4 separate regions of the Zea mays genome follow, and regions 1, 2 and 4 are each linked to region 3. A link is a contact called in public Hi-C data. All regions are on one chromosome and are shown on one strand. Each heading gives the region's core, a stretch centred on a gene start, on an enhancer-like site or on the middle of the called end of the contact. The rest is flanking DNA. Distances are from core to core; before and after follow the strand shown. Region 1 holds the start of LOC542336 (cyclin 2). Region 2 holds the start of LOC100285619 (nucleic acid binding protein). Region 3 holds the start of LOC103636848 (pentatricopeptide repeat-containing protein At5g66520). Region 4 holds the start of LOC100276687.

Region 1 (7,230 bases), core at 1,460-3,959, 220 kb before region 3:
AATTCCTTCCTTCCTTCCTGGAGTGTATGGCAGCAGTACCTCATCACACGCCTGTGCAGAACGAGCAAATCTCCTATTGTAAGCAACAAGAGTTAGTGGCAGAAGTTGGATTGGTCCATAAACTCTACTACAATGAGGCAGAACAGAAAAGCACCTCAAGAAACACTTTGCCGTAGGCGCTGTCATTTCAAACTTCAAGTAGTTCAGCACAGAAGCTTCCATTTCTAGAACCTTTGAACGTACAGGTTATTTATTAGTGACCGTGAGTGACAAACAAGAGAATATCAGATAATGTCTACTGTATCTTTTTTTAAACACACACACAAAACAAACCTCGTCTCTGAAGTATGTATTGTCTGTTATGTAGCAGAATTCTTCAACCTGGGGTGCACATATCTCCTCGTATTTTCTGGATTTGAAGTTACCAACACGTCAAAATCTAGCATGCCAACAGCCTAATGATAACTGAAAGAAATAAAGGGGAGGAGAAACAGAATCTTACGCCGCTATAAGCATGCAAGCAACACCAAGTAATTGCAGCCTTTGGCGATTGATCTCGTTGCCAGAAAGATAACGGTCGATGTAGTTGACTGTCAGGTACAAGGTATCAGGAGCAAGACGATATTCTTCAGCAACCTGCACGAGGAAAACCCATCATGAATATAAGTTGACAAGATTATTCTCTAGGCTTTTCTTATGCTTAGCAGGAAAAACTTACTTCCACGAGCCAGTCTATCAAAATTGCCCTCATGCTAGGGTTGACATCCTTTTGAATCGTCTTCATGAAATCAGTCGATGGTCTTTTCTTCATCTGCCAGAAAGCAAAGCACACTATTAGTGACAAACAAGGAAGAAGCAGAGCTTGCTAAGACGCTTCAACGTATGTACAGATGAAGTGTAGCTCAATTTTTCTCCGAAAAGAATTTGATCAAATCGAGCTTCATTAATGCACCAACAATGAAACTTCACATAAAAGAATCAGAAAGTGTTCTTTTTTTGAAAAAAAAAACACAATCAGGAAGTGTTCCCACACTGGTAAACTGCAGTTATAAAATGATCAAACACGCTTAAAGTAAGTTGTAAGTATACTACAACCTAGCTTATTTAGTGGCGTCAATGTAGATATTTTGCAGTCAAGCCAAGATTTCTTATGTTCAGTGCTTGAGGGAAACCATTTTGGCACCAGGGTTCAGGAAAGAATGTGTTACCTCAGCTTCTCGCAGATGCATGTAGATGTCAGAAGCCAGAGCGGCGCACAACTGTGGATCCTCGAGGTTACTGTCAACTTCACAGATGCTGTCGATTTCCATTGGGGCAGGGCCATTTTTCTTCCACTTATTTTCTGCAAAAGAAAACAGGCCACACGCGGCTGAATCAACAAGAAAATTGACAAAAACATACTTAAAAATGGAAATCTGAATCTCAGCAGACCTTCAACGTCTCTGTCCTCTGATGTACGCAGATGTTCATCCGCCCGTCGCTGCAACGAAGCCAGCATCGAGCAACCCCCATTGTCTATGTACTCGAAGTCCGGGCTTTTCATGGAGTCACAAGTCGACATCGTCTCATCAGTAGAAACTGAATCTCTTGAACGTCCAGGAGACACGAAACTGCTGTAGGGTACCAAGGCAGGAGCACGACTTGGCACATGGACAGTGGTAGGCACAAGAACATTATGCTTCTGCTCTGAGCTGCTGTCATGGCGTGATACTGGTGGAGCTGGCTTGATGGAAGCCGACTTCGCAGCAGAACCCCGGATGGTGCGAGCATTTGCCAAAGATGGCTTCTTTAAGGGTGCACCTGAGGTAGCTGGATTCAACTTCTGCATGAGATTTGAATTTGAACAAAAGGGACAAGTTATTTCAAACCTCTGCCTGGAACCTCCACTAATCAGGTACTGCAAAGAAACAGTGGCGACACTATAGACAAGTTATTTCAAACTTCTGGATGAGATTCTAGAGCAAACAAAGACAGAAAGATTGTCACGTTGCGAAGACCAAGGGGGGCTTTCTTTTGTACGAAGGTGGTCTGGGGCTTTGACCATGGTGAGCAGAATCCAAGATTTCAAAACCGTCAACCAATAAAAAAAAGTTGTAACAAGTTCATGGGGTGCAGCACTGCGGTAGCATTTATAGCACCAGAGGAAGAAATGGCGAATGTCAGAAGAAAACAAAAGGTTTCCCGGACCCCGCAGGGAAGGGTTAGGAAACCGTAAACAGCATTTGGAAATCGAGATGAAGAAAATCGAAAGCATTGATACAACAGTGCCGCTGACTCTGAGGAACAAGAACCGTGGGTCGGAGAAAACGAAGGCGCAGCGCAAGGCTTCCGCCCCCCCCCCCCCCCCCCCCCCCCCCCCCCCCCCCCCCCATGAAAGTAACTCCCCCAACTGCACAACAAAACGATCCCTGACGGGCAGAGCCGCACGTACCGCGCCGGTGACCGGTGGCGCGACCTTCCCAACGGCGGCGACCCTCGCCCCCGGAGCGGCGACGTTGGTGATGTTGACGAGCGCGGTGCGCTTCTTCGCCTGCGCGGCGGTGGGGCCCGGTCCCGCCGCCTTGGTAGCTCCCTCCGCTATCGCGGGGCGCTTGGCGACCGCGGACGAGGAGGAGGAGCGGCGGGAGGCGGCGTGGGTCGACATCGTCGGAAGAGGTGCGATCCCCCCCTGGCTAGGGTATGGGACTAGCGGGGTGAGGAAGCGGAAGGCTTGGGCTCCTTCCCGACCAGACGAGCAGAGCACAAGAAAAAGAGGGCGACAAGAGAAGAGAGGGAGTGGATTTTTAGGAAAGGACCCCTCAACTTTCGAATCGTTTGCCGTTTGTGCTGTGCCGCCGCCGCCCACCAGTGTGGTGAGTAGGCCGTTGAGACAGGCAGTTCATGCGAACCCTACAACCGTATTGGAGTGGAGCGGATGAAGTTGGCTTTCTAGTGCCGTTGCCCATCTTTCTTTTTCTCTTTTTTTTATTCCAATCCACAATCGTCATCTTATATCTTAAATAAATAAACGACTAACATATGAGAAATAACTCTTGATGTATACTTCCTCCGTTCTTAAATATATAATGCCGTTGACTTTTTTAAAAAAACTTTAGCCACACGTCTTATTTAAAATAACATTTCAAAGTCATGCTCAAACAACATTAAGCGATAAAATAAATCATAATAAAATAAATAATAATTCACATTTTTCTGAATAAGGCGAGTAGTCAAAGTTAAAAAAATCGACGATGGTATATATTTAAAAACGGATGTAGTACTTTTTATGGATACCAGAGTGTTGGTCGATGAAAGTCAAACATAGTTAAATAAAAAACTTAAACTATGGACTCTATAGTTTAAAAATTTTAGACTAAGTATAACTAAAACCAAATATACAAGATATGACTTTAGTACTACTACACAGTAGAAGAAGATGTTAGGTTAGAAGGTTAAATAATATATAGGAAAGATATCTTTCGATATTTAGCATCAATACTACAAAAAGATGGGAATATGGATGAACATATTAGCCACTATTAAATTGCGCGTGCTAGCGCGCACATATAACTAAATACTATCTCTGCTCTTGAATACTTATCGCCTGTTAGTTCAGCTTTGAATTAATCGACGACAAATAAAAAAACGGATGGAGTAGTATTTAAGACAAAAAAAATATGTAGATAAAGATAGTCTATACAATTTACAGCCAACATAGCATAGACTATAGCAGGCCACGATGTTATCGTAGTGTTGCACCATTTGAGAATTTATAATAGCTAATTTCATAACAGGGTGCATAGTCGCGTAGTAACAATTAACAAAAGATGATCCAATGTAGCTAGGATTAAGAGGAACATGTAAGTTTAGCATAATATTTGTATGGAAAACACCATGTTGCCATATATTTACATATAAGTAGGTTATTCTCACTGCATAGTAACAAAAGGTGCTCTGAAGTTCTTCCTCTAGTTTTTTCGAATGGACTGTTCATGGTGTTTTGTTAGCACTGTCGTGGTCCGGATTGTAACCGGAACTGAGCTTCTTGAGTCAACAATAGAGGTAGAATAAATATTTATGATATTAGTTGATACATAGCAGGGCACCAATTCATTGATGGTATAAAGGAAAACGTATTTAAATCATAGATGGCAAATCATAAGCATACGGTCCATGGTTTAACATAAAGAATTTTGTATGAACAATATTTTTAGTGGTGTTATTAAAGTAGATAAATAGTGTCTGTAATTTGAAACTACTGTTGGTTCACATACCTTCAAGCGCAGCCATATATTCCTCAGAGAAGTAAGCACTTAGCATGGGTGTTTTGATGATATGCATAGGTCATGTGTAACAGTTAGTGAAATCTAAGGTCGTTCTGTTTGGGATAGTTCTAGCTCCAAAAAAATTGGTGGAGTTTGTGAAGTAAGTCATTAGATACTCCAAAAAATCTATGTAGGTACAATTAGTGAAATCTAAGGTCGTTCTGTTTGGGATAGTTCTAGCTCCAAAAAAATTGGTGGAGTTTGTGAAGTAAGTCATTAGATGCTCCAAAAAATCTATGTAGGTACAACAAACACAACAGAGGACACATCACACATATAGCAAGTTAAAAGCATAGATACGAAAGACGGGAAAAATAGAACTAAAACAAATTTATGCATCACCTTGACAAAGTAGCGGCCTTCTCAGATTGGAAAAGACTTGTGTTCAAATTGGCAGATTTCCTAATAAAATGGAATGCAAGTTGAACTAAAGCCTCACACGCTGTAGAAACGGTAAAAAATAAGAATAATGGAATGGTACAAAACAGACACACTAAATACAGAGCATTTGGGCATAAACTGTCCCAAAATAACAATATTACACTTTATGTAAGATAATGTGGGCAAATAACATAAGTTAGGGTTCTACATTGACCAGTTATTTGGCCTAAACACATTATAATGGTAAACAACTTAATTAGAAAAAGAATAACACGTCATGCACATCATAACTTGAAAAGGAAAATCGATAGCGAAGAGAATAAACTGGAAGGAGGGGCAATCGTTGTGGCTGAACGATTATATCGAAGTTAGAAAAAGGATGGAGAAATAAACAGTACCTTGAGAAGTAGGATTTCGAACGGGTACCAGTTCAAGTCGAAGGAAGAAAGAGTCGGAAATGAATGCGCCTAGGACGGTCGTCGTAGTCGTCCGGAGAGGTCTTCGTGCCTGACTTCTCCCTCTCACTTTCCCCTTGCGTGAACGCGCGGCTAGCAGAAGAAAGTTCGCGTTGCTGCCAAAGACACGCGAAGCGTCGCGGTGCCGTCCGGCCGTCCATGGATGTAGTATATTTTATTTTATTAGGTGGCACAGTTGAAGGTAGATGGACGGCAAGATCTTTTCTACAGTGAACAATCGGACGACGAAGGATTTTGGGACGACGTGGCTACGCTAACTTGCCAGCTATGGTCCCTGGTTTAATATATAGAAATGTGACTAAAGCAAGGTGGATAAATTGGCGCAAAACATCTTACGTTCTATATGACAAAAGGGTACCTCAGAAGTTAAAAAGGAAAGTTTTAACAGCGATTAAACATGCTATGGTTAGGAGTGACAATATGCTCTAAATTTTACACTATAAAATTTAAGGATCAGATCAGATTAGGATCGGGCCCTATTTCTATTGATTTTTGAACTAGAAATAATTTAGGGCCCTAAAAATTGTGAAGAAGCATTTGTATCATGATCCATTACCACCTCTAGCTATGGTGTATGGTGCAAAATATTGGACTATAAAAATAACATGTCCAACAGATAAGTAATAAAAATATATATGTTGCATTGGATTTATTGGTGTGTAAGAATGGATTGAGTCCGGAATATGCTCAATAGATAAGTATTACCAAATTTTGTGTATGTTACATTTGATTTGTGGCCATGCAAGAATAGATCGAGTTTGAAATAATGATATCCATGATAAACTAGCATCAATTGAAGAAAACCTTGTCCAGCACCGCTAAGGTGGTCCGAACATGTCTAATAGAGACATTCAGAAGCACCAGTGTGTAGTGGGATCCTAAAGCGTGATAGTAATAGAAAATAGGCAGAAAAAGAGTGAAGATAACATAGGAAGTGATAGAAAAGAGACTTAAAATGATGTGATATATCAAAAAAATTATCATTGAATAAGAGTGCATGAAAAACTATTATTCATGTACATAAACCTTGACTTATGATTTCTGTTAGATTTCAACTCTAGCTTGTACCAGGCTAAAGGCTTTGATGTTGTTATTGTTGTTTGTGAGTGTAGGAAACGGGTGACGCCTAAGAGGGGGGTGAATTAGGACTTCTAAAACTTTTACTAAACTAGGCCACAATTAAATCCCTAGAGCAAATCATATGCCAATAATCAAACTAGAATGTGCAAACTAGGTTTTGTCTAAGTGTTGCTATCTCTACCGCAATGTCTAAGTTTCAACCTACACTATATAAGCATGAATACAAGATTGAAACTTAAATGCTTAATATAAATGCGGAAACTTAAAGAGCAAAGTAGAGAAGCAAACTCTCGTGGATGACGCCGGTATTTTTACCGAGGTATCCGGAACCGCGCAAGGTCCTTACTAATCCTCGTTGGTGCCCCTACGCAAAGGGAAGCCCACGTGAGGGCCAAGCACCTCGGTCGAGTAACTCCATAGAGAGCCATGGGCCTTCTCCACGCACAAGTGGTGCTCCGCTTCTGGCTCCTCTCGGACGCTCCCCGCCGTCTCCACTATCGAGCTTTCGGCCGAAACGCCGCGGGCCTCGTTCCCTCCGGTACACGGTGGCGGCCGTGACACAAACATGGTTGTCACGGTCTCGCAAGACTCTCGCCCCACTCGATACAATTACAACGGCCCGCACAAGAGCCGAGGGGTTGTGTGGTTTGTCTAAACTCACTCAACTAACTAGGATTCACCTAGAGCAAGCGCTAATGCGGTCTAACTAACCTAAGCACTTCGCAAAGCACCTACGCTAATCACTGAGTGATTCTATTAAGCACTTGGGTGTTTGAGCACTTGGAAATGTCTACAATATGCCTTGGTATGTTGCTTGGGCTCCCACACCTTCAAATGGCTGATTGGGTGAAGTATATATAGGCCCCAACTCAACTAGCCGTTGAAAAGCACGCTGCTGCAAGGGTGGCACACCGGACAGTCCTGTCAGCCAACGGTGCGCCAACTGTGTGCCAACGGTGCGCCAACTGTGTGCCACCGGTGAGCCAACT
Region 2 (7,057 bases), core at 1,613-4,112, 170 kb before region 3:
GAAACGCAAAGTACATAGATGCCAGGAAGAACATCTCAGTATCTGTGACCTGATCAATACCAGGGGAATAATCCTCCTCGTCAGCAACTCCGAATGCGATGTGCAACCGCTGCAGCGCACGTTTGCGCATCCTCTGCTTGCTATCTTCGCTGCCTGCAGAAGCAGCAGCTCCCAGCTCTCCATCGCGGGGTTCACGGCAGCAGCCATCCCCCCATCCAAGGACGAGATCACCAGACTTTGTGCGTGAGAGCTGCCAGAAGATAGCATAGTTCCAACTGGTACCGGGGCTCTCGGATTCAACAAGCTCCTGGAGTTTGTTCTGCAAGTCACCCGGCAAAGATGTGGCAACAAGGCCCTCGGATATGGCACCACCTCCTTTTGTTAGATATGCAAAGGCATCTGCTCCAAGCACAGCAGCGCCGAGAGCTCGGTCGTCCTCTGTCCACGTGCCATCAGTTCCTCCGATGGCACCATTGTCCTCGTGCTCCATCTTCATGACCATGATACCTACTACTCGAAAAGGGACAGAGCTGAAGTCACAAGGGAGCTGAGAAAAGCAAACAATGGAATATCAAGTTTTGGGCAAATAAAGACAATAGATTTGATCGTATTTGTGAATATAATAAAAGAATCAGTAAACATGCACCACCTAATCTAGCTACATAAGTGTACTGCACTGCATCCAAAGCGGTAAGAAGAAGTACGCGGGCAAATTTGAGCGTCAGTACCCCCTCCCAAGCGCAGGCGGTTGATGATTCGACGAGCCACTAGCCAGCAGCTTTGAGTGCAAGTTACATTGGAAGACTACGTAAAAATGGGATGTTGGTAATTATGTAATTAGCATGTGAAGGCGAGTGCATGTGCATGGTCGAATTGTAGCAATCCCAATCAGAAGGGGGCTGTATCGATGCCAATGGCACGGAGAGAGATAATCGTAGACTGATTCCGATCACGGCCATCATATTCCAGCCCAATCAAGCCCCTAAAGCATCCGCAGCCAAACAGCCCAAACCACTCGGTCACTGGCCTGGCCGCCTCGGGGCGCATCAACCGAACCCAGCAGCACAGCGACCAATCACCATCGCATTCCGGACACGAGACAGGAGCATCCGGGTATCGTCCGGCGGGCTAGTAGTAGTGTAGTGGCGAACATGCAGTGGACGGAGGTGCGGCGACGAAATTAAATGGAAGGGAAGGAAAAGAGAAGAGGCGTGGTCACCAGAGTGAGGGCCCTGCGGTAGGATCGAGGAGGAGGGCGCGGAATCCAGCGGCGGCGGGCAGGGGAGGGGCGGATATCGGAGCCGGCGGGGCCCGGATCTCTCTTTCTTTCTGTGTCTCCGGCCGCGTGCGAAGGTCCGGCGAGCAGAGCGCCGGCGGTGGGGTGGGGAGGTGGCTGGAGGATTTTGTGTGGTGCGCGAGGGGATTTCGGGTGTGGGGAGACGACCCGACCTCGGGGCCGTGCCGCTGCTGGTGCTGCTGCTGCGGGGCTGCGGCTGCCTTTGCCTTGCGAGAAAATGGATGGGCGGAGGAGGAAGGGCACGCCCTTTTCTACCGGATCCGAGCCCAGCCGACAGCCGGCAGTTCGTCACCGGTCCACCCGCTCGGCTTCGCTTCTTCACTGTTCACTCCTCTCCTCTTGCTTCCGCCATTCATCGGCTCGGCTCGAGCTTTAGGCGGAAACGGAGCGAGCCAGCCAGGCAGAGGCTGCACTGCAGCGCGTGTAGGCCACGTGTGCTACGGCGGCCTGCCGGGAGGGAGAAGAGAAGAAGCCATTCAGGTCAGGTCAGGGGGGCCTCGTGACGCCACGTGACCCGTGCGCCCGCCCGAGGCGCACAGGCTCCCGCCGCCTACGCGCGCCTCCGACGTGCGGGGCCCGGACTCTGGTGGTCCCGGATGGTCAGCAACGTCTTGGCCCACGCCGCGTGCACAACGAACAAGACGAGGTGGTGGGAAACGTGAACTATATTTAAGGAAAAAACGTTGACACGTTTTATCGAAAGAAAAAAACATATAATTAATTAATACGCCCTCACCTATATGCTTGCGGTAAGACGGCCCTGTGTTTGTTAAGCTATTTCCTGGCTAAATTAAAAGCGTGGTATTTTATAAGCAAGCAAAAGTAGCCATTTGCTTATGGAACAATGTAGGGTACCTATATATTAAGATATATGGAATTGGTTAGTGAGTTATATTTGTACTTCTTCTATCTTAAAATATAGTTATCTTGAATTCAAATGAATGAATATAGACATATTTAATGAATATATATTTAGTATAAAATAGATTATATTTTAGGACAAGGTATTATGTTAGCTTAAACACACACTTACGTCCGCCACGCAACATGGTGCATGCTCAATTTGAAGTCTACCTACCGCTTTAAAAGCATCTACAAGAAGAGCCCTAAACAAGGTTGTGTTTTAAAATATAGGGCTCTGTACCATAAATCACTCTCGAATATTGGTTTTATTTATACAAATTCATCAAACGATTATAGAGCTCGGTCTCTCAGTTGCTAAATATAGTACCCGTTTGTTGAAGTCTTATCCTTATTTCCTCTTAATCTATAACTATTTATTTTTCTAATAATAAAATTTATTTTCTAAATAATACTACATCGGTTCTTGAATATTTATCGTCGACTAATTTATTTATAAACTAAAACACGACAAAAACGGAAGAAGTATTATTTAAGGTCTTATCGTTGAAGTAAAAATTTCTTTCGGAGTTTTAAACACTTAAATGGTTTTAGATGCTCAGGGGAAAATGTTCATATTGTATAGCTCTCAAATTGCAAGAGTCGTATGATATTGTGCGAGGGGTTTAAGGGCATACAAAATATAAATATCAGGTCTTAATAGTGAAAGAGAGCAGTGGGCCGGGGCCCGAATCAAGTTTAGTCCTCGGGAGCCCTCGCGTGCGCTCTCTTTTCCTGTGTCTGCTGCCGACGAAAGGGCGGCCGCCGCCAGACCTCCATCTTCGTGACCTTCGTAGGCGGCGAGCACCCACCAGGTATGCGCACCCCTTGTCTTTCATTTCTCGTGTGCGAAACCGAGCACCCAAACCCTAACCCTAGCCTTGTATCCCGTCCTTCCTGCTGTGCGAACACGAGCACCCAAACCCTAGCTATCTGTATTCGAATCTGATCTTACCCAATCCCAAGTGTATACATATGTATTCCTGCAAACTCCTTTTGTTTTTTTTTTGTTTTTTTGCAAAAATATCGGTTGTCGCCCAGCTGGCCGTTGTACCTCCTTTACACTAACATTGTTGCTCTCTGCTTGTTTGTGGACTAGGAGAAGGCATGGCTTCACGCATGACACCTTCCAAGAGGCCTTTTCAGAGAAGATCTTCAGACTACGATGGCCGGGGCAAGTGGCAGAAGACGAAGCACCCTTCTCCACATAAATCTCAGTTCAAAATCGAGCCTGGTGTTCCCATTTTCCGTATTCTCTGCCCGGCTTCAAAATCTGGTAATGTGATTGGCAAAGGAGGTGCCATTATTGCAAAGATACGTCAAGAAACCAGGATGAGAATCAGGGTTGATAGGGCAGCCCCCGGCTGTGACGAGAGAGTCATCTTCATAACTGCTGCCAACAAGGATGAAGAAGCTGGCAGCGAGCAAGGCGGAGAGAATGACGGAGGTGCTGCTGCTTCTACTGGTGGTGACCATGAGAAGGATAAAGATAACAACAGCAAGGAGCAAAACGTTGATCCAGAGGAGAACAACTGCAACGAGCAGAATGATGATTCAGAGAAAGGAAGTGGTAAGGAAGAAATAGATGGTTTCGAGAAAGACCATGGTACGGAAGAAAAGAATGATTCAGAGAAAGAACACAATAAGGGAGAAAAGGATGATCCCTTGGTTGCGAAAGTTACAAAGTTAGAACCAGAGAGGGTAATACCGTTGGCACTGAAGGCCGTTTCACTTGTATTCGATAGGATTTTTGCAACTGAAGGTAATAATGAAACTGGGAACGCATCTGCTGCAAGCGCTCCTGTTTCGTTGCGAATGTTGGTGCTATACAGCCAAGCAGGTTGGCTCCTGGGGAAGGGCGGTAGTGTGGTTAAGCAAATGGCAGCAGATAACGGCTGTGAAATCCGTGTTTTGAAAGACAACCTTCCGTCATGTGCTCTGTTGAATGACAAACTTTGCCAGGTATAATTTTTCAGCACTGGATTTCACTGTCATTTTCCATATGGTTGTATCTTGTAACCTTCTTTTGCTTTGATTATGCTGTAAGGTCTCAGTTTTTATTGTAAAAACACTTACTTTTGCTCTTGGTATTTGTTGATATATCATCCACCCAGATCACTGGAGAGATTGACTCAGTAAGGAAAGGTCTCAATGCTGTATCTGAAGTGCTCTTAGCTCATCCACCCAAGGAAACTGATGCAGTTGCTGATGTTCATTCTTCTGGATCATCGTCACGTTCTTTGTTCAGCCAGCCTGATGGTCTTCCCTCTGGAATGCAATCTAACTTCCATATACCTTTGCAAGGCCCGCCATCCCAAGCCAATGGACCTTTTGATATAGTTGATCTTCAACCTCCAATACATGGTCATGCCTCAGTGGCTATAGAATCCCTCTCCTTTAGGATGCTGTGTCCACAAGACAAGGTTGGCAGTATAATAGGCAAGGGTGGAAATATTGTTAAAACCATTCAAAATGATACAGGCTGTGAAATTAAAGTTCTTGACACTGTTCCAAAAACAGATGATCGCATCATAAGTATATCTGGACCTGCGGTAACCACTTTCACTATCTCTTGTTGCAAATGATTGTGTCTGATTTTCATCTGTTTGTATTTAATGCATTTTCCATCTGCTTACTGGGCAAAACGGCATTTGGCTGAGATATGCGATTTATTTTGCCAGACTCCATTCTTTATTTCTATAGTTGTAAATTTTATGGATCCATTTAGTGTCGGTGCAATGCTGATACATTTTTGTGTGCTCTATTTACAATTTTCCCTATTGGCACCACTGTATGCGATACCATTAATAGGAATGGCAATACATTTTTTGCAATTCTTTCTTGTTTGGTTAAATTATTGTTTTGTTTTTATTTTGACTCCTCAGAGGTATTAATACATTTGGTGGCTCTTTTTTTTTTGCAATTCTAATGACTTAAAAAGAATTTATAAGATTTCCATGGACTTAACTCTTAGTGTTTAATTGTCATATGAAGTTTACAAGGAGACTAGTCAGTGATGACTGATGTATCTATTTGCCTTGGCATCTGTTTTGTAGCATCCGAGTGATGGAATCTCCCCTGCACAGAATGCCATTCTGCATGTGCAGCGTAAAATTATGTTACCTAGCTCTGATAAGAAGGAAGGTCCTGCAACGTGTAGGCTGATCGTTTCTGGAAACCAAGTTGGTTGTGTTCTCGGCAAGGGTGGTAGTATCATAGCTGAAATGAGGAAGCTGTCAGGAGCATTTATAGTAGTGTTGAGCAAAGACAAGATTCCAAGGGGTGTCCCAGAGCATGATGAAGTTATCCAGGTCTGTTTTTTTGTTGTTGTATTGTATCGGAGAATTGTCAAACTGTTGAAAGAAAGTATTCATACCTTTACCTACTTCACTTCTAGTTATTTTTGGCTTACTATCTGCGAATTGCTGTTTTTAGATAAACGGAAGTTGTGAAGCTATTCAAGAAGCTCTAATGCAGGTTACAGCTAGGCTTCGTAACCATCTTTTCCGGGACAGAATGCCTGCAGTGGGGCCTAATATGCGGCCACCTTTTGGTTTGTTAGATCCCCAGTTTGGTCCATTTTCGGGAAACCATGAATCATCATCCCTGTTTCATAAAGATTTCATGGGACGACCATTGGATGGGATTGCTGCTCCTTGGACAGTGAAGGTACCAAACCAAACCGATCACTACTGCTTGAGCTTGTGGCATGATGCATCGTCCTATACACTTCCACGCTCCTTAGTATTCTTATTCTGATGCAAACTTTGTGGCTCAATCTTTGCAGGGCATGCGGGATCTCAGCGATCCAGTGTCAATATCCGATATCCCTGGAGCAGGGCATAGAGAAGCTGGTGGATTTCCAGGGTTTGTTTGTTCTTTCACATTTTCTTTCTACTTGCCGGGAGGGGGGGGGGATACTCTTCTTAATGAATAACTTTAAGCTGTTTTTGCAGTCCTGGTCAGCCATCTATGATGCCAAACTTGACTGCAGAGGTCTTGGTTCCAAGATTAGTTATCCCTGTTCTCTGCGGTGAGGATGGAGGTTGTTTGGACAGGATCCGTGAGGTCTGTATCCAACTAGTGTTTTTTTTTTGGTACTGTGTCCAACTGATAGCTTGTCATGTGTGCTTGACCGATTAATTATGTGCAGTTTTCTGAAGCTAAGATAACTGTCGCTGAGCCTACAGCCGATGCGATGGACACTGCTGTTTTGATATCTGGCACACCAGAGCAGATGCATGCAGCCCGAAGTCTCGTTGAAGCATTCGTTATGAGCGAATCTTTTGGCCCATGACATGTCCAGAGGTGACGACACATTGCTTCCTAATGTTTTTGTTCGTTTTATTTTATTTCAAGCAAAATATATATTTTTATCTGTAGCTGATGGTAGGATTTCTGATTTTGGTAATTGTGTAGGCAGTGAAGCTAGCGATCATATGTGGGTTCATGTTTGTGAATATGCGTCCCAGTCTGTCTGCAGAGTGACATATGCTCCAAGTGGCTAATTAGGCTGAATATTCGACTGGAGTCCTCTTTCTGTCTGCAGAGTGGCAAATGCTCCAGGTTGCTAGTTATATATAATCTTCCAAAGTCGTCACTTTGACTCTGAGATACGGAGCACATTTTGAGTAGCCGCAGAACTATGTTGCTTATGCAAGGAAGTATTGTTTGGACCCGGAAAGGCTCTAACTTTATTTTTGTTGTACTGATGTTGTGAGATGTACCACCATTGTCTGTATTTCAGTCCGGCTTTATATCTGTATTTTATGGTATTGCTACCATAGTTAATATGACGGTAAGGCAGCGAAAAGGCGTAAGCCGGGGAATATTAAATAGTAGAAATCTTTATCTTTATAT
Region 3 (6,714 bases), core at 1,584-4,083:
GTAAGATTATAAAGTTTATAAGAGCATCCCAAAAGGGCTGTGAATAGATCAATTCAGCACACAGGTCCTGAAAGGCAAAGATGTGTCTCTTTTACTAATAATATGATTGCTCAGGATATTTCACCATATTCCAGTGAGTAATTGCATGGTGATTGGAATATATGGAGCAGGAAGCAATACATGTGTGCAGCGCAATCATGTTGTTGGCTTGACTTAGTCGACGACATAATAAAAAAACTGAGGCCTTGTTCGGTTATTCCAATTCCATGTGGATTGAAGTGTATTGGAATGAATTGAGATGTATTTTGACTTGCTATGGATTTAAACCGACTCAATACCGCCCAATCCACATGGATTAACGGTGAAATGAACAAGCCCTGAAGAGGTTCCACAACTGATTCCAAGAGTCTCATAGATGCCAAAACAAAAAATGAAAAATATGAACGTAGAACACCATTTTACAGTTAGCTAGGTGGTGGACTAATGGTTGATAAGCTAAGAACTGGTGACACAAGTTTCAAACCCAACTGTGACACCAGGTGCATAAATCAAATGGTTGTCCCGTCAGTATATTTTCGGAAAACATTCCGGATATATCACAAGTAGAGAAGAATTGCATGATTTCGGGAAACCTGGATCTGCAGCTAGCTTATCAGTCACTACGCAAAAAATGAAAAATATGAACGTAGAACACCATTTTACAAGTTAGCTAGGTGGTGGACTAATGGTTGATAAGCTAAGAACTGGTGACACAAGTTTCAAACCCAACTGTGACACCTGGTGCATAAATCGAATGGTTGTCCCGTCAGTATATTTTCGGAAAACATTCCGGATATATCACAAGTAGAGAAGAATTGCATGATTTCGGGAAACCTGGATCTGCAGCTAGCTTATCAGTCACTACGGAAAACACTTCGACAAAATTTTATCTTATTTTGCATAAAGCGAGAGGGGAAAGGGAACCACGACTGTGGAACCATGGAAACTGGTGCTTTATACAGTAGAGATTTGAGCATAAAGGTGTTAACTGCTACCAATAGTCCTTGCAAGAACAGGTGCCTTCTTTGAACAAATGGAAGCGTGTTCTATCTCTAACAACAATTTCTCTCCCATATACTTTGGATATTAGTTTGGTAACATGATGGCAATCATGGCAAACTCTAAGGTTCTTGAATATCCGAATAGGCATATTGTCACTTATACTAATCAAAGCAAATGCAATTGCCAGCTTCTCACTATGCCGACTAAGAGCACCCTCCTTCTCTTCTTCTTCGATGTCAAGCAAAACTTCCTTCATGTCTGGGATGTAACCCTCCTCCAATCTAATTCTAGTATCAATCTCATACCATTTTGACAAAATATCTTTTATGCGAGGATGAGAGAGATCTCCAACAATGAATTGATGAATAACTCCATTAACCTCCACAGTGCTACAACCAGGTGTCTTGTCAACTCCCTTTTCACGCATTAGGTGCCTGATTTCCCTAGCAGAAGCATGCCTACCTGATGCAGCATAAATGTTAGATAGAAGTACATAAGCGCCACTTTTGTCAGGTTCCAACAAGATCCAATGCTTGGCAACATACTCGGCGAATTCCACATTCTTGTGAAATCTACAACCAGCCATCAGAGCTCCCCAGATCAAGGCATCGGGTTCCATGGGCATTTTCTGAATCATCTCTTTGGCCTCATAAAGAAAGCCATTTCGTGCCAGGAGGTCTACCATGCATCCGTAGTGCTCAATCTTTGGTTTAATGCCATACTTTCTCACCATCGAATCGAAAAGCTCTCGGCCCTTGTCAACCAACCCTGCATGTGTGCACGCACACAACACACCAATGAAGGCAATGTCATCCGGTCTGATACCTGAGCTCTCCATCTGAGCGAAGAGCATTACAGCCTCCGAACCTCGTCCGTGCATTGCCAGTCCTTTTATCATAGTAGTCCAAGCCAGCACATTCTTGTACTGCATTCTTTCAAAAACGTCCATTGCGAGCTGCACCTCACCACACTTGGAATACATATCAACCAAAGCAGTGCCAAAAAACAGGTTGATCTTAATGCCATGAGCCTTGAGGTAACCATGCACCCACTTCCCCTGCTCCAGTGCCCCGTGCTGTGCACAAGCTGCGAGCACCCCCACGAGCACTGTGTCATCCGGGCGGACATCCTCAGCCTGCATCCGCGCGAATATCCTCAGTGCTTCCCTCCCATCACCGGCCTGAACATACCCATTCACCATGGCGCTCCAAGACACAGCATTCCTCGCAGGCATTTCGTCAAACAGTGCCCGGGCGTCAGCGAGCCGGCCCGCCCTCGCGTAGGCGGTGATGAGGGTGTTGAACGTCGAGGCATCCACTGCAGCGGCCGTCCGCAGGAGGAGAAGCCCGTCGGCGAGGCTGCCGAGGAAGCCCGCGTGCACGCGGATAAGCGCGTTGCTGACGAGGACGAACCGGTCCAGACCGAGCTTGACGGCGTGGGTGTGCACGGTAAGTGCCAGCACCGCGGCGCCCGGTACTGCCGGGGACAGCGCCATGGACTTGAGGAGGGAAGGAAGGGTGTGCGGGGTGGGAAGGAGGCCGGCGCGGAGGAGGTGGGCGTAGAGCGGAAGCGCGAGGTGCGGGCGCGCGGAGCGGGAGAGGGCCCGGATGAGCGCGTCGTGGAGCTCCACACTCCGCGGGAGCTGCCCGGACGTAAGCAGCGCCGCCTGGATCCGCACAATCGCCCGCGCTTCGCCGCATCGCGACAGCAGGTCCACGTAGCCCGCGACACCAAACATCTAATGACGTGTGTCCGCGGAGTCGAGGAGGGCGAGGGAGGGGAAGTTAAAAGAGATGGAGATGGGCAGGCACCTGTGGGCTGTGGCTGTGGTGCAGCAGCCGCGGAGGCGACGAGACGTCGAGACGGGTGCGCGCGGCCGGCCACAGCGGCGTGGCCAGGGTGTATTAGGCCAAACACCGGCACGGCATAGCACTATTAGAGCAACTCCAGTAGTTCTCTAAAAGACTTCCTAAATCAATAATTTAGGTAATTAACATAAAATCTATTCTCCAACTGTTCTCTAAACGAACTTTCTAAATTTAACAACTTGTCATCTAACCTTATTTTCTCTCTACATTTGGCAATCATTTATCAACTCCCTAAATAAAAATGTTAGACTGCATTATATAGTTTTTGTAACTTATTTTTTATGTGGATAGATACAAAACAAAATTACAACCTATATTTAGAGAACTATTGGAGAACTCACATTTTTTTACTCCAAAAACCATTTAGCAACTTATTAAATCTGTGATTTAGAGAGCTAAAATTTACACAACTATTGAAGTTGCTCTTAGCCACCACGGCACCACACTACTACAAACTACTACTAACCGTGTCTTGCCGTGCGCCCGTGCGGCACTAGCGGCCTAGTTACTACACCTATAATGTATAATCATGTCGTACTGGTACGACACTAACATATAATAGTGTCTGTATCAGTTCAAACACTATTTTATTTTAAAAGCTCAAAAAATATAAATTATATATAATTTTAAAACTTGAATATTTATTCCTGAACTCATTATATTTAAAACATCACAAAGAATAATTTACAATAACAAGCACATGTCACAATTATATTTATATATCATTGGTTGGTCTAAGTAATGTCTAACTGTGTCGGTCACTTAATCGTGTCGTGTCGTGCTCGTGCCAGTCTATCGTGTCGGAGTGGCGGTTCAAGCACGGTACTAGACCTGTGTCGCGTCAGCACTAGCACTATATGAATCGTGCTCGTGCCCGTGTCGTGCCGAAACACTACGATCGTGACGTGCTTAGTGTCAGCCCATTTTGGCACGCACATTTGGCCATCTATAGGGCAGGGAAGCGCAGCTCATTCTATACTACTCTATTAAGAACCTAATGTAGTTATCTGGTGCTACTACGACTTCACCCTCCGCGCTGACACACTGGATCCGCTCCACGTGTCCCGACTGGCTCTCCGACCCCACGCGCCCCGCCTCGATGTCGTGTCCTATGGGCCCCACGCCGAACATCCGCGCAACACTCTCTCAGCTACTACCCTGTGGACCCTAGTGCTCGCGCAGTCGGTTACTGTGTTTGCTCAGCACCCGATCCCGCCCACGCAGCTACCACACTGTAAAAAAAAGTATAGAGAGAGCACTCGAACCTACGCCCACAGCTCCATAAATTTGGAGCTAACTAACAGACCTATTTATATAATATATAACAACCGTATTAAAATATGAGCAATTGGCTAGTTGTTGTTTATGTCTTGTGTGAAGGATCGGATCAGACTCAGACGCATGCCAGCGGTGGCCACACGTGCCGCATGCCTCGTGCATATAATTTATGTGGTACCATTTTCCACTCAGACGCATAGGATAGGGATGTAACGACTATATATCTGTCGGATAGTACCATTTCATACTCATATCCATTAATAAAATTATATTTGTTGGGTTACCCAAATACGCTCGTAGATATTAAATCTTACCCATATTTGTACTTGTGCGGATAATTTTACCCGTCGAGTAACCCGTACTCACTAGAAAGGTCTTAAATTCTAATATTTCTATCACTTAAAATGTCAAATAAACACACAAATATAAGTTCACCTTAAAATATAGAAATCATGTGATTACATAACTTAGTAGTTAAAAAATAATATTCAGAGAAGGATTTTCTTTAGCTAAGATATGCTCATTATTGATAATAATATTATGATGGATGTATAATTTACTCATGGGTATATGGATATGGTAGTACCCATTCATATCTATATTCGTCTACCCGACGGATAGAGATTTTGGTCCACTATTATACCCGCGGATAGAGAAAACATTTCAACCTACCTATATATTGAATAAAACCTGTCGAATTTTCGGGTTTCAGGTATCTATTATTATCTCTAGAGGTGAAGATATTTCTACGGACCACCGGCCCAACCCATTAAGACTCAACACAGACATAGGTAGGCCCAGAGTTGCATTGCCTGCCGCGGTGCCGCCGCCACACTTCCGCCACCAACAGGCTCCAATTTTTCAGCACTGAAACACATTCTCCAATTTTTCATCTTATTACTGATACTGGCCTTTTGCAAGATTATGCATGTGATCTTTGTACTTTAATCTAGAAATTGCACAATGTCATCTGCTACCTACCGCATGTAAAATGAATATTCAGGCGAGGATCCTTTGATCCTCCTCGATGTTGACCCTTTTAAAAAAAATCCTTCAATAAACAAACATATATTAGCGAAGAGAAAAGTACCGCATGCAAGAAAAAACACAAAGTGACGACAGTTCTTGGCTTTTGGTTGAACCGAATTTTTGTATTTTAGTCTTTTTTCGGAAAAAAGCATGTTTGGATCCTAGAAAAATTTAATGGCGCTGAGGTAACACAGCTCAGCGCCATAGTCTATGGTGCCGAGATACCTGCTGCGTTGGCACAACTTGGACGCCGTGGCACCGAGCTCGACGCCGCCGAGCTCGGTTGTATAAAAAATTCGGCCGTCCTCCCCTGCATGCATGTCTGCTGCTTGCTACCGGTGTGCGTTCCGCTGCTCTGCTTCCATTCCATGACAGCGTGAGGTGAGGTCAGGGCCGGCCCTGAGGGGGTGCCGAGGGTGCGGCCGCACCGGGCCCCAAAAAACAAAGGGCCTCTAGCCACTTGACGCTAGCATTTTTTTATTAAACCTATCTATTCTAGACACGAATACGCAAAAAGCGATGCGCTATCGAGTTATCGACTAATCTCGTTTATATTGTTAAACTAATGTCTCAATTACTTATCGAATACTCCATCCGTTTCAAAATAGTATTTGGTTTAGCTCTTAATTTTTATGTTTATATTGATGATGATAAATCCACTAAAGAAGCAAAACAAACTTTATTTTGATATAGAGAGAGTATTATAAACTATACATATGATGGTTGCTTCGGTAGAGAGAAACTTTTTAAAATTAAATTTTTTTATGAACTATTTATGATCAACTATAACTCAAGAGAGGTTAAATGGTTTTAGGATTCTGTATATCGAAAAAAAAGTTGTTGGATGAGATTGATCTCGATGATATAAGCGATGACTTTGTATCACAAAATGTTAGAAGATATTTTTAATAATATCATATAACAAGTAAGTGTTTTTTGCTATATTTTATATTTGTTATCTTATAAATTTTAAAACAGTACATAATAATTTTTATACGTTAAATATTCAATAATATACGTATAATTATATATATTTGTGTGTGGATGATGCATCTATATTAAATTTTGCACTGAGCCACTGAAAAACCACGAACGGCGGCCATGGGTGAGGTGTCAGTGGTGGAGTGGAGAGGTGGAGCAGACAGAAGCACAGAGCGCTCGGGAGGTGTCGGGGTCGTCCTTTCCTTGCTTCAGGAATGGAAGTCCCGTCCTCGCCTGGCCTGGCCTTTTGCTCGCTGCTCGGCCACCCACCGCCCAGCGGAGAGAGTGGTGGATCGGAGACGAGACGGCCTGTGGGCTGGCTGGCTGTCACGCAGCTGATGATAGGAGGGGACGAGTAGGGCAGTGTTACAGCGAAGAAAAAGGGCGCCACGCCAGTACTGGCAGTACATACTATGATTTGAGGTCTCAGAGGCTCCTTTGCCGGTTGCTTTTCATTTCGCCACCAAAAGATCTACTCCTGGCTCAGGCGAGCCTTCGCATCAACATTTCTTTCTTT
Region 4 (6,746 bases), core at 3,618-6,117, 240 kb after region 3:
CATTTAGAGTACTTTAAGACGTTGTTATTTCCTTTAACCGTACTATAAAAGAGGGTGTGAACGAGTAGCTAGACCTAGAGAAGTCTAGTGAGTTCTATGTGGCTTAGGAGAGACCCACGACAAGTACGGACCAACCCAATTCCAAATATTCAATTACCAGCTGTGTGTTTGCTAGGGATTTCTGGTACAGGATCTTCTCAGGTTTGGGACTAACAACTAGAACTCCTGATCTGTCTGAATTATCTTTTGTGGAGTGGTGGAGTAGAGCGACCAAACACCTGACAAAACCTACGAGAAAGGGTGTAAACTTAGTAACCGGGAACTGGGAACTTGGCCACGTTCCTCGTTCCGGGAACGTTCGTTCCGTTTCGGGAACGTGGGAACAATCTCGTTCTAGTAGTGTTAAATCCTAGTTTTAGTAGCATACCGCGTACCACGTTCCTGTTCCTCGATCCCATCGATCCGGGAACTTGGTTACTAAGGGTGTAAACTCGCCGGTGATCTTGAGTGCTTGGTCGATCTGGAAGCACAGAAATGCTGTAATTTTTTAAGGGGCTCAGCCTTGCTTGCAAACAGCTCTTCGATTTTTTGAGGATGAGCGTCAACTATGGTATTCTGTGGGAGCTAGAAGCTTGAAAGCTATAGGTCAAGTTCTTCGAGCAGACTAGTTTTTTTTTAGGATGAGCGTCAACTATGGTGTAAACTCGCCGGTGATCTTGAGTGCTAGGTCGATCTGGAAGCACAAAAATGCTGTCAGCCTTGCTTGCAAACAGCTCTTCGATTTTTTGAGGATGAGCGTCAACTATGGTGTTCTGTGGGATCTAGAAGCTTGAAAGCTATAGGTCAAGTTCTTCGAGCAGACTAGTTGTTAGTAGGCTAGGAGCGGCCATATCTTGCCTATAATGTGTGCGCATAGCTAAAATTTGTTTGTATCAAAGCAGCCCCTCTCCTAGGTCCGGGGTGGGGGTGTAGCTTGTACCTAACTCTTTTTCCCCTCTTAATACAATGATGCGCAGCTCTTCTGCGTATTCGAGAAAAAGAAGGGTTTTCAAGGCATCAGACACGGTGTTTCAGGGTTGTCAGACCACAGTGGATCGGTCTGACGCCTCCACGTAGACAACCCGAGAGCACCTGATCGCCGGATCCTATGAACAGTACCTCACCGGACCATTGCGTTGGGTCTAATGATCTGTGCGATCAGACTCGAGAATTCCAGGGGTGCGTCGAACGATACTACGACATTGTTTATGCTAGGGGTTTTCTACATGATCGTTGGACCTCGTGAACAGTTATCTCCTCATGAACATTATTTATGCAAGGGACACGTTAGGGTTTCCTGTGAGTGTATATATATGTAACCACCCCTATACAATACATCAAGCATTCCACAATCTTACATGGTATCAGATTAGGTTTTTCTAGCCGCCACCCTTTTTCACCTCAGCAGGAGAACAGCCACCAGGGTCACGCCTCCCTCGTCCGTGCGCTGCCGGAGGTGACGGCGGGGCGAAGCCTCCTCTGCTCCGGGTCACGCCTCCGGATCCGCCCTGCACCCGCCGTCTGGGCCGCACCGGCCACCTTGACCTGTCGCCGGATCCGCCCCGCACCCACGCCAGGCCGACACGCCCGCGGCCCGCCACGACGTGGCACCACACGCGGTCGAGGCCCCACACTTGCCTCTGCTGTGCCGGAAGCGCGGCCTCCCCTTCCTCGGCCTCGTCATGGTGGCCCCTCCCCGCCGGCTCTCCCTCTGTCGTCGCCGACCTGCTCGTGACCACTAGGCTTGCGCCAGTGGCCCTTCTCCCCTTCGCAGCCATGGCCGCCCCTGTCGGCCAGCCCCTCACCTTCCCTGACCGCACGCGTAGCTGCCTCACTGGTCGCGGGCGCGGCCTTCTTCCCCGGCCTCATAGGCTGGCGCCTCCCAAGCCGCCACTACCAGATCCACGCGCCCCTGCGTCTACGTCACCAAATCCGCGAGCACGCGGGCGTGGGCCGCAACCGCACGAGCAGGCGTGCGGGCACGAGCTACAACCACCGCGTGTGCAGGCCTGCGCTCCCGCGGAGTCGCCGCCGCCTCGTCCACACTCATGGCTGACAGTCGTCTCCCCCCGGATCTGCTACTACTACTACTCTGGCGGCCGATGCCGCCCCTCCTCTGCCTCTAGCTCCCCGCCTTCTTTGGCCTGATCTAAGCCCGTCGAGGCACCCAACACGTCCCTTGCCCTGTGGCAGCACCTGGCCACCCCTGCAGCGGTGGCCCTGGCCTCTCTGGTAGCCTCCTTTCCCGTTGCGCACGTCGCGACCTCCCCTGTCGGCGTGCTCTCCCTAGTGTCGACCACCTCGACCAACAGCGCCTCTCCTTCAAGCTTCTCCCGTCATCGGCATCATCACCCCCTGTATGGTTGATTTCGGCACAGGCCCCTACCCGGCTGGACCCATCGCGTCTCCCTCCCCCTTCATTGCTGCCATCGTTGGTTCTGTCGCTGCCGCGGTCTCCCTGGCTGGATCCACGTTGTTGCGGCCTTCCCGGCTTGATCTGTTGTCCCTTTGGCCGGATCACCGTCTTCTTGGCTAGATCCGTCACTGTCGTGGCCTTTCCGGACGGATCCGCCGTTACCCCTTCTACTCTGTCCGGCGCAGATGCGTGTGCTGCTGTCGGCCTCCCTTGCGGGGCTCCTCGATGACCGGACACGGAAAGAAGCAAGAAGGTCCACGGTGCTACTGTTGTCCCTTTTGCATTGTCCCGTCGATCGTTGACGCTCGAACGTCGACCCCTCCCAAAGAACAGGATACTGCTACGTGTCTCTTGACCACAGCCGCCTCGACTTTGGTTACCTTGACATCTAGGGGCTATCATCTTGGAGTACACACCGGTCTCTACTCCAGTCGCAACATTCGCACCTCACGACGTTGCGACTGCGGGGGATTTCAACCCGTTGATTCCTACCTTCGGCTTCTACTCCAGTCTCATCGTGTTGCGATGCCCCTGTTGCGACTACAGGGTGACGTTAGACTGTGTGTGTTCTCTTTGTGTCGGGGGGGCACCACTGTTGGGCTGCTGGCCCATTAGGATATTCCTGTGAGTCTATATATATGTAACCACCCCTATGCAATACATCAAGCATTCAACAATCTTACAAACTCAAGCCAGTCAACAATTCCAAAATCCGGATCCTAATAATTGTTGGGGACCTGTCCATGGTGGTTAGTACGGAGATCTAATCAAATCAAAGATGCTAGCTTCAGGCCAAGAGATAGCAACAACAACACAAGTTTGTCTATGTCCAAGTCAGCGATGATGGAATGGAAATGAAGCCGCATATCACTGGGCTACTTCTATACTAGGCTCTGTTTGGGAGAGCTTCACTTCAAGAATTTCAACTTCGTTCTAACTTCTTCCATCCAAACAGGTCTAGCTCCACGAGCTCTAGCATTAAAAAACGAAACTAGAAACCAGTTTTATAAAATTCATGAAGCTCCTTACATGGTACTTTAAAAACATTGTTTTTATATCTCCTCATGAACTGCACGAAATTACCCACCATGCTACTGGCTACGCAATATACAACATTTGTTCTCTCTCGCGACAGCCTACTAATCATCAAGGGTAATCAAGGAAACTAACACAAATCAATTGTACTAGCCAGTTGCATGTGCTTTGCTACGGCTTTTATATATCATATAAATATGTATTAAGATATTTATTCAAATATAATTATTATTTATTTCTAAACACTAAGGTACGTGTGGTCTGGTGGTTAGCCCCAAATTTCCGGAGCTAGGGTGTGGGTTCGAGTGCTCGCTCTGCACTTTTTTGCGCTGTGTGGTAGCTACGTGGGTGGGGTCGGGTGCTGAGCAGGCGCAATAGCTGGCATGCACGTAGGGCGGGCCCAGAGTGTCAGCGTGGAGGGTGAAGATGTGGTAGCACCAGGTACTCACATTAGGTTCTTAATAGAGCAGTAGATATTGAGATATTTATAAACACTAAGTTATGTGTGGTTTGGTGGTCACCCCCAAATGTTTGGAGCAAGGAGGTGTTGGGATTCAAACCATGATAGTTGGCTCCAAACCTGCATTTATACTCATCTAGCCAACAAAATATACATGTATTTTGTGTTTTATACTCTATATTTATAATATTTATAAATGGAAACCGTAGGCCTCTAAATAATAGGTAGAAAACAGGCGCGTACCATGTTGATGTCGGGGGGGGGGGGGGGGGGGGGGGGGGGGGGCGGCATGGAGACGAACGAAGGGTCAGGGCTCCTCCGGGCGGGCGACGAAGAAGGCGTAGAATCCCGCAACGACGGTGAGGATCCCCATGCCCCAGACGAGCAGCTGGGCCCAGGGCGGCATCACGGCGGCGATCTTGTACGAGAACATGAGTGTGAGGAGCGTGGAGAGGCCCCAGACGGCGAGCTTGAGGCGCTGGTCCCGGCGGCGCTCCAGAAGGTGGAGGCAGCGGAAGAGGAGGACGAGGGCGGCGTACGCGGCGAGGACGAAGGCGACGGCGTAGGGGTCGTCCCAGGAGCGGTAGACGGCCATCCCGCAGTTGAAGCTGAGGAAGGCGAAGCCCAGCGACGGTAGCCACCCCGGGCGGCCGTCGCGGTCCATGTCCGCTGGGCGGAGCAGACCGGCCGGCGCAGATCTGCCGGCGGCGGAGCTCCGATTCGGCCCCTGCTGCTGTTTTTTCCCCGATGCACACGGGCACGGCACGTGAGCAGAGCGGAAGTGGGTGGGGACCCCACACGACGCGGTCGCGATTTTGCAGGCATCGTGCCTCGCACGTGACTGGCGGCCATCCTGCTACTATTGACTATTCTGCTCATCGTGGGAGTGAGTGGATGGAGGCTCACTCATCGCCCGCTCTGGCTGACTGATGAGCTCATACAAATGTCTGTATCATTTGATTGGTGCAGAGCTTAAACTCGAACCGGGGGTTTTCGAATGAAAACGAAACAAAATTGGCCCGGCCCACGACATTGGGGGCAATCCAGGCTCAGCCCAACTACTCTCTCGTCCTCTTGTTCCACTGTTTCCCACCCCAAAATACTCCACCACCGCACCCACTAGGGTTTCCGCACCGCATTGCAGAACCTCGCCGCCTCCACCCGCACCACACCACCGGCGATGTCCACAGCGGCGGCGCAGGGCGGCAGCGACAAGCCGGCGCTCCGGAGGCCCGTCTTCACCAAGGTCGACCAGCTCAGGCCGGGCACCAACGGGCACACCCTCACCGTCAAGGTCGTCAGCGCCACCCCCGTGCCTGGGCGCGCGCGCCCAGGCGCACCCGCCGCCGCCCCATCCCGCGCGCCGCGCATCGCCGAGTGCCTCGTCGGGGACGAGACCGGCGCCATCGTCTTCACCGCCCGCAACGACCAAGGTGAACGTTTGTCCTCCCCTCCTACGTGCTCTGCCTTCCCTTTCCCTCTATCGTTCGTTTTCTGCTCCGCTGTGGAGGACTAGATTTCTCTACCTGCGACTGTGATCTGACTGCAAAACGATTCTGCGGAGGAAGATGAGGTTTGCGGCCTTCTATCTCTTATTAGTCAATTGGTTATTGTTATTGTTTTCGCAGTAGCCGCTGGGATGTCAGATGTATGAGCGCGTCATTTCAATCCTAGTTGCCAATGCAAATTTTTGTTGCTGATTATATGATATACAAAACCAAAAGGCTGGGGAAAAAAGTACTTCAGACGACCTCGTCTTGTTAAGAATTTATTTATGGTGTGTTTGATTTCTGGAACAAGCTCATCCCCAAGGTTAGGTGCTGCATCATGAGTTTATTTCTCATGTTTGTACTAATTAGTAGCTTGTGAGGAACGACTTGGTGGAGAACCTACTCATATTCCACAGACCAAAACAAAACAAAGTAAGGATTTGACAAGATTTTGGACCAGGCCATTCCTCAAACCAAAGATACCCCTAGTTTCAGTTATGGATGAGATAGCCGGTAGCGAAACTGAGCCTGTGTAGCTTCCGACAAATGTTTGTTGGCATTCCTTTATGTGCGACAGTGTGTACAATCAGCCGACCACATAACAAGAGGTCAAAAGTAACTATCAACCGTTACTTATTGCCCTTACCTTTTAGGCCTCTTATGCGATGCGATGCATTTAAATTGAGCTAAGATGATGGATCATAATAAACAACTGTGCACCAGCTGCTCATATAGGTTACTTGGATCTCATGTACTGACACACTATGGCGGCACATCTGCTTCCTACTTTGAACGGAAATGAGGTCAGCCGACCTTCTTTTATGTATGCAACAGTGCGTACAATCAGCAGACCATGTGCCATCTCAGAGAGTCCAAAGTATCAGCCGTTACTTGATTCCATATCCTTGAGAGTGTTGTCTTCAACTGAAGTTCAGCAAATGCCATCAAAGCTTTCGAATGTGCCATTGTTAGCTTGATTCCATGGTTTGCATCTTTTTAAGGACAATTATTTTGTCTTTGCTCTTATTTATTTTTTTAACTGTATGACTGCATCCCAGAGGGTGTACAGTACATGCAGCGCTATCAGCCTCTCATTCATGGTTACAACTGGCGTTTGAAACCATTTATTCTTGGCTTCTTTTTATCTTTGATGTCATGTGGACGTCATGGTTGATGATTGTTTTGACTGTGCATTTGTCCTGGGCTTATGATGTGCTCTTCTCCTTTGCAGTTGACTTGCTGAAGCCCAATGCGACAGTGATCTTGCGCAATGCCAAAATAGACATGTTCAAAGGATCAATGAGGC

The links. A called contact is a pair of places that touch in the nucleus more often than the background predicts.
Region 1: a Hi-C map of bundle sheath shows a contact between it and region 3, with 3 times the contacts expected there. The contact joins the promoter of LOC542336 here to the promoter of LOC103636848 in region 3. A contact is called at or near these places in 2 of 25 Hi-C or Micro-C datasets (bundle sheath and ear).
Region 2: a contact with region 3 is called in a Hi-C map of tassel, with 2.6 times the contacts expected there. The contact joins the promoter of LOC100285619 here to the promoter of LOC103636848 in region 3. A contact is called at or near these places in 8 of 25 Hi-C or Micro-C datasets (bundle sheath, ear, endosperm and 3 more).
Region 4: a contact with region 3 is called in a Hi-C map of tassel, with 2.7 times the contacts expected there. The contact joins the promoter of LOC100276687 here to the promoter of LOC103636848 in region 3. A contact is called at or near these places in 17 of 25 Hi-C or Micro-C datasets (bundle sheath, ear, endosperm and 6 more) and 2 of 3 datasets of contacts at active chromatin or transcription factors (leaf and seedling).

The regions. Positions count from the first base shown.
Region 1 is chr8:29,952,156-29,959,385 of Zm-B73-REFERENCE-NAM-5.0, forward strand. It overlaps LOC542336 (cyclin 2), which reads right to left and starts at 2,710. Exons shown (of 11, transcript NM_001111917.2): 1 at 2,432-2,710; 2 at 1,432-1,822; 3 at 1,209-1,342; 4 at 719-811; 5 at 503-636; 6 at 334-409; 7 at 155-231; 8 at 40-73. The coding sequence starts at 2,644.
Region 2 is chr8:30,009,324-30,016,380 of Zm-B73-REFERENCE-NAM-5.0, forward strand. LOC100285619 (nucleic acid binding protein) reads left to right here and starts at 2,863. Exons shown (of 9, transcript NM_001158510.2): 1 at 2,863-3,012; 2 at 3,297-4,159; 3 at 4,312-4,749; 4 at 5,254-5,508; 5 at 5,633-5,866; 6 at 5,985-6,064; 7 at 6,154-6,265; 8 at 6,351-6,505; 9 at 6,617-7,057. The coding sequence starts at 3,305. The coding sequence ends at 6,494. It overlaps LOC100279287, which reads right to left and starts at 1,509. Exons shown (of 2, transcript NM_001152308.2): 1 at 1,220-1,509; 2 at 1-510. The coding sequence starts at 502.
Region 3 is chr8:30,174,664-30,181,377 of Zm-B73-REFERENCE-NAM-5.0, forward strand. LOC103636848 (pentatricopeptide repeat-containing protein At5g66520) reads right to left here and starts at 2,834. Exons shown (of 5, transcript XM_035961651.1): 1 at 1-2,834. The coding sequence starts at 2,779. The coding sequence ends at 1,031.
Region 4 is chr8:30,409,079-30,415,824 of Zm-B73-REFERENCE-NAM-5.0, forward strand. It overlaps LOC100276687, which reads right to left and starts at 4,868. Exons shown (of 2, transcript NM_001150414.2): 1 at 4,194-4,868. The coding sequence starts at 4,614. The coding sequence ends at 4,258. LOC100272828 reads left to right here and starts at 5,080. Exons shown (of 2, transcript NM_001147281.1): 1 at 5,080-5,383; 2 at 6,672-6,746. The coding sequence starts at 5,131.